Linked DNA regions of Zea mays: region 2 is linked to region 1. A link is a contact called in public Hi-C data. All regions are on one chromosome and are shown on one strand. Each heading gives the region's core, a stretch centred on a gene start, on an enhancer-like site or on the middle of the called end of the contact. The rest is flanking DNA. Distances are from core to core; before and after follow the strand shown.

Evidence for each region. Hi-C and Micro-C count contacts between places; a contact is called where the count stands out from the background.
Region 2: a Hi-C map of ear shows a contact between it and region 1, with 2.1 times the contacts expected there. The contact joins the promoter of LOC100281492 here to the promoter of LOC100285282 in region 1. A contact is called at or near these places in 2 of 25 Hi-C or Micro-C datasets (ear and leaf).

Annotation. Positions count from the first base shown.
Region 1 is chr10:7,738,327-7,743,456 of Zm-B73-REFERENCE-NAM-5.0, forward strand. LOC100285282 reads left to right here and starts at 2,796. Exons shown (of 4, transcript NM_001372205.1): 1 at 2,796-3,654; 2 at 3,940-4,072. The coding sequence starts at 2,948.
Region 2 is chr10:8,600,716-8,605,845 of Zm-B73-REFERENCE-NAM-5.0, forward strand. LOC100281492 reads right to left here and starts at 2,439. Exons shown (of 5, transcript NM_001368018.1): 1 at 2,335-2,439; 2 at 476-888; 3 at 218-305. The coding sequence starts at 823. It also overlaps a transcript of LOC100274707 not described here.

The DNA.
Region 1 (5,130 bases), core at 1,546-4,045:
TGTCCGTTTCCCCATTGTGTTGCGTGGCCGGATTGGGGTATGGTGTGCCCAGGGTTGGATCGGTCGCTCGCCGGTGACTTTCGGTAGTGGTGTAGTCATGAGCGCCGCCGCTCGGTCTGGCTCAGGGAAGAAGGGAACGTCGTGGTCGTTGATGGGGTTAATCAACGGTGTGGATTGGGGGCTGGATATCGGGCCGCGGGAGCCGTTGGATCTCCAACCGATGGTGGAGATTGGATTCCAAGGTACGCCCTCTCGTCAAATGAATAGGGGCCGCTGATCGGCTGATGAACGAACCTAATTGAGTAGTGGCGCTGATTGTCTTGTGCCGTGGATCTCTGATCCCTTGGCCCAGATTAGATCTGTGATTCATTAAACCATGACCGTAGGATTTTTATCCGAGGGATAGCGTACACGTACCGGTTCATATCAGGGCTGATCTAATCTGGTCGGTCAGATTGTGATCGGGCGGCTGAAAATCAAAGATACCCCTTCGTCGTGGCCTATTTGCTAAAGAGACCCCATAATTTTCACAAATTAACCCGTCGTTCGATTCGGATACAAACTGAGTCTTAAGACAATTTATGAGTTAGACCTCGGGTTCTCTGTTAATGTGTGCGCAGCCCAGAGCTTAGAGAAAATAGGAAAAATGAATTTAGAAATTGAATTTCCAATGTAAAAAGAATTCCAGAACTTATTTAATGCATAGAAAATTCATTTTAACTCCAAATTGAGTCATTCCAGTTGCAATAATTTTGTATTAATGTTGTTTATCACCTCGTACCTTTGTTTAACCATGAAAGTTGAATTAAAAATTTGCTCAATTGAATTAATCTATTCTAGGTGCTAAATGATTTTAGAAATTCATAACTCAATATTCGTAGCTCCGAATTTAGGGGTTCTTGTTTCTACGATCTTGTAGCAACGCGTAGATCATAATTATACAATTTATCCTTATTTTTGGTGTAATGTTAATTTTGCCTATACACTGTTTGTTTGTAATGCTACGACTAGCGTGAGGACACGTGTCATCTGAAGAGCAAGTTGGTACCTGGAATCTCAAGTGCCAGGCAAGTTGTGCCCTTGATCACTTCTTTTTACCCAGCCATGTTCTGATTAATTATAATGATCTGCATAGGTTAATTTTGATGGGACCCAATAGGTTACCCTAGTTTGATTATCTTTATACCTTGTTTACCACTGAACCTTTTGGGTAGTACTTGCTAGTGCTTTATGTGGTTTTGGGTATGAAGATACATTATTCATGATTATACTTTTGTTATCCGTTGTTATTTACTGTTCATGATAAGATCATTAAGTTAATTGGAACATGGAGCGACCACCCGGGAAAACAGTGCTACCACAAGGGTTTATGGACGCCCTTGGCTGATTAATTAGGAAAGCTAGTGGAGGACTACCTTACCCGAAAGGGGCAAGGGCAGTAAGGGAGTGGTCAGTGTAGGGAGGTCCTTGGTTGATTTTGCTGCGATGGCGGTCAAGCAAGAACCCTGCATTGGAGCTTCCTATAAACTGTAGCGGGTTTTCTGAAGCTAGTGGAACTTTGTAAAGGCCTCGTAGTGTTACCCTGCCTCGCCTCCTCGGTAGAGGTGTATGGGAAGTCGCGATCCCTTGGCAGATGGGTAACATGACTTGTGGGTAAAGATGCGCAACCTCTGCAGAGTGTAAAACTGGTATACTAGCCGTGCTCACGGTCATGAGCAGCTCGGACCCTCACATGACTAATTTATGGAACTAAATTCAATATGTCATATGCATTGCATCGCAGGTGATGATGTTACTTTTGTTCTACTACTTAATTGGGTTGGTATTTACTTATACTTAGTAATTGCTAATAAAATTTTGACCAACTTTAAAAGCAATGCTCAGCATCAATCATCTCCGTTGGTAAGCCTTACACTTCACATGAGCTCCCATCTTTGGCGAGTTCATGCACATTATTCCCCACAACTTGTTGAGCAATGAACGTATGTGAGCTCACTCTTGCTATCTCACACCACCCCCCCACAGGTCAAGAACAGGTACCGCAGGATGAGGCACATGGAGGATGTTGTGATGTGTTCGTGAGAGGTCTAGGTCGTCGTCTCCCAGTCAACTTTGGGTTGCTGGATCGTTGTCTCCATATAATGTAATTATTTATTTATTTTGTACAAAACTCCGATTATATAGTAAAGATGTGACGTTCAATCCTGTGCGATGATTCATCATATGTGTGAGACTTGGTACCAGCACACCTGGTGATTATGTTCGCGCCCGGGTCTTGGTGCCCCGAAACCCTGGTGTGACAGAGATTCCAACTTGTGGAGATTCCTCTCAAAAGAAAAACTTGATATAAGGAAGAAAACCATGGTACCCAAGTTTAATCTTTTGATCGCTTGAGAGAGGTTGAGTGCAACCCTTGACAGAAGAAGATCACCACAACGTGGAGTAGACATTGGCCGAATCATGGGATAAAATCGTTATCTTTTGTGTTTACTTTATTGGGATCATCATCTTTCAAAGAGTTCTCGTATTTCACTTGTGTACATATCATAAAGAAACAATCAAGTGAAGATATTCTCTCTCCATTTCTATTCATCACAACTTGATTTTAGTTTTTGCTAACATTTGTTATAAACCAAGTTTGTCTTGTTTAGTGTTAATATTTACAGGATCACTTATGCACCTACTCTAGATAATCTCATTAAGATGTAGTATATTTGAGTCACTTGATAGAATGCTCAATAATTTTTTAACTAAAATTTATAAAATACGGTATCGTTAGAGTAGTTTTTTTTTTTAATATAGAACCCTGTTCCCACCGGCGCTCACTGCACCTTCCCCAGCGGCCACCACCCGAGGCCGGTCCCCGCTGACCCGCCTCCGTGGACCGGGGACACGCGGCGGCGACCGGCGAGGCGGTCCCTGCTTCCTCTTTCTACTCCTCACAAGTATGTATGACACGCACCACCCGCACCGCACCCACCCACCAACCCGACCTTCCGCTGCTCACACACACACACACACACACACACACACTCTACACGCGAGCGAGACCACGCGCCGGACCGCCGCAAGCCGGCCGCCGCCGCCGCGACCTGGAGCTTGCGAGCTAGCTCTGGCCTCGCTGCCTGCGCCGACTGAGATGGACCCGCGCTTTCCGCTGCCGGCCGCGGCGGCGCCGTCCACGGGCGGCGGCGGCGGCGCCAGAGGGCACCACCGGCGGGCCCACTCGGAGACGTTCCTCAGCTTCCACGACGCGGACCTGCTCCTCGACCCGGACGGCGACTTCTTCTCCGACCTCGACTTCCCCTCCCTCTCCGACGACTCTCCGGCCGCCTCCGACCCCACCCCGCCGCCGCATCCGCAGCAGCAGCCGCCGCAGGCTTCCCCGGCCCCACGTCCGCCCGGCGGGACCCACACGCGGAGCCTCTCCCTCGACGCCGCCTTCTTCGAGGGCCTCGCGTTTCAGGGACCCAGTGGGAGCGCCGGGGGTGGAGGTGGGCCCGGCCACAAGAGGAGCGGCTCGATGGATGGGGACACCTCGCCGTTCGAGGGCGAGTCGGCGCTCTCCAGCGGCCTGCCGGACTACGCCAAGAAGGCCATGCCCGCCGAGAGGATCGCCGAGCTCGCGCTCATCGACCCCAAGCGCGCAAAGAGGTGGGGTTTATTTTTGGCATTCGATGCTTCCTAGATAGATCCGGATTTCGGAGGGAAAATCCTTATCCAGCACAGTAATTTAGCGTTCCAAGCAAGAGTCCCGAGAATTTAGTACCGTTTGCTTCTAGTGTTAAGTACTGTGCTATCTGTTACATCATCTGAGCTACCTGCCTAGTGCCTCGTTTTAAGGACAATGATTGCACGATTTTTGGGTTCCTGTGCTGGCTCCGCTATCGAAGGGGTTGTTGATTTGTGCTAAGTTTTGCCGATGGTGCTGTCGTGTAGGATTCTGGCGAACAGGCAGTCGGCAGCGAGGTCAAAGGAGAGGAAGATCATGTACACTAGTGAACTGGAGAAGAAGGTCCAGACTCTGCAAACGGAGGCCACTACGCTGTCAGCACAGCTGACCCTGCTCCAGGTATGGGGTTATATTTTGTTTTAAAAACGTTCAAGTTCGACAAGAATTTGTGAAGAATTACAGCAAGTCAGCTTCATCTTTCTTATAGGCTTTTGGTTGTGTGCTTTTGCATAGTACATGTCAATTTCTGTGTGGGGGCTTGGTTCATGTTTGCTTGGGCTACATTTGTTTATTGCTGCTTTGAGTCAATTAATTTGTTTATTTTAAAATTAAATCCATAAACCATGCCATGTAACATGAATTGGTACTGGGAATTGGGATTGGGCTCTGGCACTTTTGCGACAACTTAGGGTGTGTTTGAAACTTTGAATGCCCTAGAGCTAATATGTAGTTGGCTAAAAAATAGCTAGTATAATTAGCTAGCTAACAAATAGCTAACTAACTATTAGCTAATTTACTAAAAATAGCTAATAGCTGAATTATTAGCTAGACTGTTTGGATGCCTTTAGCTAATTTTAGCAACTAACTATTAGCTCCAGTGCATTCAAACACCCCCTTAGTCATTTCAGTTTACATTCGTGAGCACTTCGCTGCAGAACATGGTTGTTTAGGATTGTTTAGGATAGAAGCAAGTGCGATGAACGGTACTATATGCCTAATCACTGACCATTTCTAAATGAATGCACTTGCCAGAAACAAAGCACAGATGCACGGACGCAACCCATGTCTGAAAAAATATCTCAATATTGCAAAAGCCTATTTTATGTATGGTCATTTATACTTGTGTGCCTAGTATTTGAATGTATCATATTGTTAGGTGCTGTTTGAATATGGAAATAAATTGTGACTCGAGTGTGCACTGGAATTTGATCTGTAATGGAAAGTTAGTAAGGCATGGTAAATTGGTTTGCTATTTATATCTTAAGCATTTATTACCTTTGTGGCATGGCAAATGAAGTTGGTAGGATTCAATGTATATATATCTATTAGTCTCTAGAGGTAAAAGGGGGTGCTTATGGACCAATAGGTCACTACCCATCATGAATGGGCCATTGATGCTCCATTTACAGATAGTGATTTGATTGAAGTGGATAGAATCAGATGTTTAGTGTTAAGGT
Region 2 (5,130 bases), core at 1,189-3,688, 860 kb after region 1:
AAATGGTACCTTCAATACATACAGTAATTCAAGCAAGTCTCTATTCTGCAAGGACAGAGCTACATGTCTAGTTTTACACAACAAGCAATATGGTCATGTCATTATCTTGTTATTTGCAATGTCTACAAACAGCACAAAAAAACTAATAGCTGTAATGCTTTGTAAGGAATCAAAGCAAGTACAAAGAAAGTATAATAATGCTTTGAAAAGGGCTTACCTGTGCTAAGGCACAGATACAAGTAGTAGGTTTGAGTAGATTTATCCCTTTTGATGAAGCATTGGATGGTTACATCTCGAGGCCCAGGCTGAATATGGCCAACAAAACAGTATTAATGTATAGATAAAGTGGTTCATCTGTATTCTTGGTTTTCTTTGTTTTAAAAATACCGCTTCCCAGATACAAGTTATATATAACATAAAATTATGAAACAAAAACGGAAATGAAACATATAAGGATCAAAGAGAGCACCATCACCTGCTTTAAGGACACAGGAAAAGTGATTTTTCCAGAGAACTCTGGATTCTTAACGATCTCTTTGCAGATTTCTCTCCAGGTCCGACAAACAGCTGCACAAGAGACTACACTCTTCCTGTTAGGCCATGTGGCTTCACTGGCCTCCAACCTCTCAATCACATCTCGAAGCAATTCAGGGGGCAAATTAGCCCAGCAACTGCTCTGGATCACTGGGGCTGGATCACGCAGCTCATGGACAGCACCGTGAGATCTGCCTCGGCGGTGGCCCAGAAACTTCACCTCAAACCCTCTTCGAGACAAGCTCCCAAAGCCATCTCTTACATCACGCACAATGCTGCGGAAAGACATCTAATAAAGGTCACAGTACTGCTGAAACATCAAACTTCCTCCAATGACTCTGTGCAAAGATGAGCCTGCCTAACAAGGGAAAAGAAAACTCGGGTTATTCTCTGAAATTTCTCTCTGGTGAGAACAGAGACATGCTGCTTAATTCAAAATAACAGAGAAGCAGCAACCCAGAGACAAAACTCTGCAAACATGCCTTGTACAGTATTTGAAGCTCATCAAATAATTTATCAAATACATCAGTACAGCCAGTCATTGTGAACGGGGGAGAACCTATCCCCCTCTTGCGTTTCTCTTGTGCCAACACAGTACAGCAATCATCGCAAAAGAAAAACGTATGGATCACTCAGCAACATGCTGTGTTGTGCTTAGGGCTGGACAAAATACTTGTGGCTCGTCAGCTCGCTCGGTTCGTGGCCAGCTCGGCTCGGTTCGACTCATTTCAATTTTGTCACGAGCTGAGCTAGCATCTCAGCTTGATTTGTTAACGAGCCAGCTCGTTAGCTCGAGTCGAGCTCGATCTAGCTCGTTAGCTCGAATGAGCTAGCATTTGTCAACAGAACAAAGCATGTACTTGTATTGGATGAACTAATAAGTGACGAACTGTGTTAATTTGGTGTTGACTTAATGTGGTATATGAAATTGTGAGTATTATTACTCTTTTCTAATGTTTAATTGGTCTGAAATTAACTAGCAATCCATTATATTGTTATATATGTGTGTGCATATTATTATTATTGGCTCGCGAGCTAAACGAGCCAGTTCGAGCTGGTTCTCTGGCTCGGTTTCTTAATAAGCTAAGTTGAGCCAGCTCATTATCCTAACGAGCCCGCTCGAGCTCGACCTAGCTGAGCTGGCTCGATATCCAGCCCTAGTTGTGCCTATGCCACCATACCCATCAAATAAGTATACACCTAGAAATGGTGTAGCTCAAAGAAGGTTTGTGAACCTAGAAATGACGCGCAGCAGTCCATTTATTAGCTGTTTCGAGAAACTATGGTGGCATCACACAAGATCCAATATAAACTTTAGCAGCATAGCAGAGCCTGCGGGAAATAACAGCCACAACACTAATTCCAGGTCGCCGGAGCACAACTGCACAAAACAGCACACATGGTATGCCTCGGCCCTCGGTTCCCCCCAGCCACGACTGTATTGAATTGACCACGTATAAATTCACGCGCAATAGAAGATTTGCATGCATCTGCCCATACCACGCGTGATGGATGATTATACCTTTTATTCAGGATTAGGATGCTCGGAAGGAGGCACCTCTCGACAGTCGACACCGAAATCCCAAATAATTTCGAGGCCAAATCACAGCTTAGAACCGCGTCCTCCCCCACCGAATCCCGCCACGATACGAGCTGAAACGCGTCTACCCAGCTGAACAACCCTCATTCCCGCCTCCGGCGAGCCGAACCGCCGGTCCGACAGCACGAATCGCGCCGAGACACGCATCCAAGTTAACAAAGGGGGAAGGGAGGGGCGGCACGGATCCGCTCGACACGCACCTGGGACGGGGCCGGGCGTCGGCTACGGGAGGCCGAGCGGCGCGGGCTGCAGAGGCGCCATGCGGATCCGGGGGAGGGGAAAGTGGGGAGGCGTCCCGACGGGTGGGGGTGGGGGAGGGGCAGGAGGAGGAGGAGGAAGCGGAGGCGAAGGAAGGGAAGGGAAAGAACAAGTGGTGGTGGTGGCTGGACAAGTGTACGTCACGTGCGGAGCGACCACAACAGACAACGCAACAGCGCCCCCCCGGCCGGGCACCCATGTGAGGTGAGGCGAGACGTGAGAGGGCGTTCGTCTTTGTCAGCAGATATATTTATTTCTTTTATGGGTTTTGATTGTTTATTTAATCAGCAAGTTTGCCCTAGTCAGACCCGTCTGGTTAGGTTTGAAAATACGATGCAATTAAATGCGCACTGTACCTGTGCTTGCTCTCTTGTTTTTTTTTCTTCTTTCAATAAAAAAATGGCACAATGGTACTGGAAACGAAGATAAGCCTCAGTGGCGTCCGAAATTCTGGACCAACAACCAAGCTTGGTTAGAGCAACTCTAATAGTTATGTAAATTTTAGCTCTCTAAATCACAGATTTAAGAAGTTGCTAAATGACTTTTGAAGTAAAAAAATGTGAGTTCTTCAATAGTTCTCTAAATATAGGTTGTAATTTTGTTTTGTATTTATCCATATAAAAAATAAGTCACAAAAACTATATAATGCAGTCAACATTTTTGTTTAGGGAGTTGTTAAATGGTTGCCAAATGCAGAGATAAAATGAGGTTAGATGAAAAGTTGTTAAATTTAGAAAGTTCATTTAGAGAACTGTTGGAGAATAGTTTTCATGTTAACTATCTAAATTATTAATTTAGAAAGTCTTTTAGAGAACCATTGGAGTTGCTCTTACAGCTGAAATATATATTAGAAAAACAAAAAATAGCAGTCCGTGTCATGCTTTTTGTGAATTTACTTCGATATAATTCGCGGTTACTAGCTAGAGCCCAGCGCCCATTTAGGGCTTGTTCGTTTGTACCAGATTGCACCCGGAATTGTTGCAGCTAATCAAAATTTATATAAATTAGAGAAGTAATCCGGTTAGAAATCGTTCCGACCCACCAATCCTAAAGACCTAAGCAACCGAACGGCACCTTATACTTCAGTGTTCCAGTAAATGGGCCCCGTCCAATATACAGAGAATATAGCAAGGAAGAAGCAAGCCTGAGACAAAATACCGCAGCCAGACGTATTAAAATCGTAACGAACAAACGTTGCGCTTGTCAATCGTATTGCTGTGCTATGTTCTATTATCAGTGCCAACAGCAACCTGTAAGGGGCCAACAGGGAAGAATAGCTGGGAAAAAAAACCAAGGAAAATAAATGGTGTGATGCTAGCATTTCCGAAATTTTATATGGTATCAGACAACAGTATAGCTTCATGACGATAGGCAAGTAAGGTCTGCATGCACCATAGCATATTCTTTGCGGTCTTCAGGCTTCGTTTCGGTAATCCTGGATGTGGAAGCAAGGTACTATTTCGTAACACCGCATCAAGTATCAGCACACATGGAGCAGCCTGGCTGCCTCAAGCAGCAAATTGAGCGAAGACAGCAGTACTACATGTGAAATGCTTCTGACGCTTGGTGTTACTTCTGCATGAACAGTGCTATAAAATGTCTACACCTGCTACCGAAAAAATTAAGGATGAGTGCTCATGACTTCATGAGACATATATCATGGACAACACTATTACTATAATGGGGAAGTTCATCTGCTAAGTTTAGCCAGCAATTCTATTGCCAACCACACAAATTATAGTAAGCAAGAGAACATAGATAATCGGTGGAATGGTCGACTACTGTGTATCACACATATAACACAGTAAACACACACTGCATATTCACATTATACACTACAGTGCTTCAGTACAGGTTTTTTTTTTTTGATCATAATGGGGGGGAAAGGTTCCCCACCTTGATTCCATTTCATTTCACATTCCCGTTTAGCCCAAAAAGGCTAGATGGTACAGAATTGTTTACATAGCCGGATATATCCGGTTGGGAGAGCAACAGGGAAAAGAGTTGATTACAATCTAGCATTTGAGAACACCATATTCCAGGCTTCTTTTACTCCGGATTCTTTAGAGCTATGCCTGTGACTCCAACTGGCAGCTTCGGCGCAAATTAGCTGGAGAGTTTGGTTGAGGGTGGCTGCCTCTTGCCTGAAAACAAAACCATTTCTGCGTTTCCACAACTGCCAGCAACATAGGATGACAAAGGAGCTGAACTCATTTTGCGGGAGGTTTGAGGGCCGTTCAATCTGGTGCAAATTTTGCACAGTCATGTCATTGGGGATGTGAAAGCCAATCGCAAGCCAGAAGGTCTTGGCAAAGTGGCAGCGGAGAACAATGTGATCAGCAGTTTCGCGTTCCTGGCCACACACATCGCAAGTGTCCTCATCCACAATTTTTTTCAGCAGCAGATTTTCTTTGGACTGAATTTTCCCCTGGGTGAGTAGCCAAGCGAAGAATTGGGCTCTCGGTGGCGCTTTATTGCTCCAAATGAAGGCTGCAGCAGGGTTCGTCACCCTATCTTGCTTTTTGAGGAAATCATAGAGCTTGGATGTTTGGAATTTTCCACTCTGAGAGACAAACGAACAGACGCGAGTGTCTTGCTGTTGACTGAGGGCAGAATCATTGATGATGTCCTGGACTTGATGGAGTTCCATCTGTGCCTGATCTGAAAGTCTAGGGACTAGAGATAGTCCATTTGTGACAATGTCGTGGACACTTGATTGCTTGGCCAAACAGTGAGAG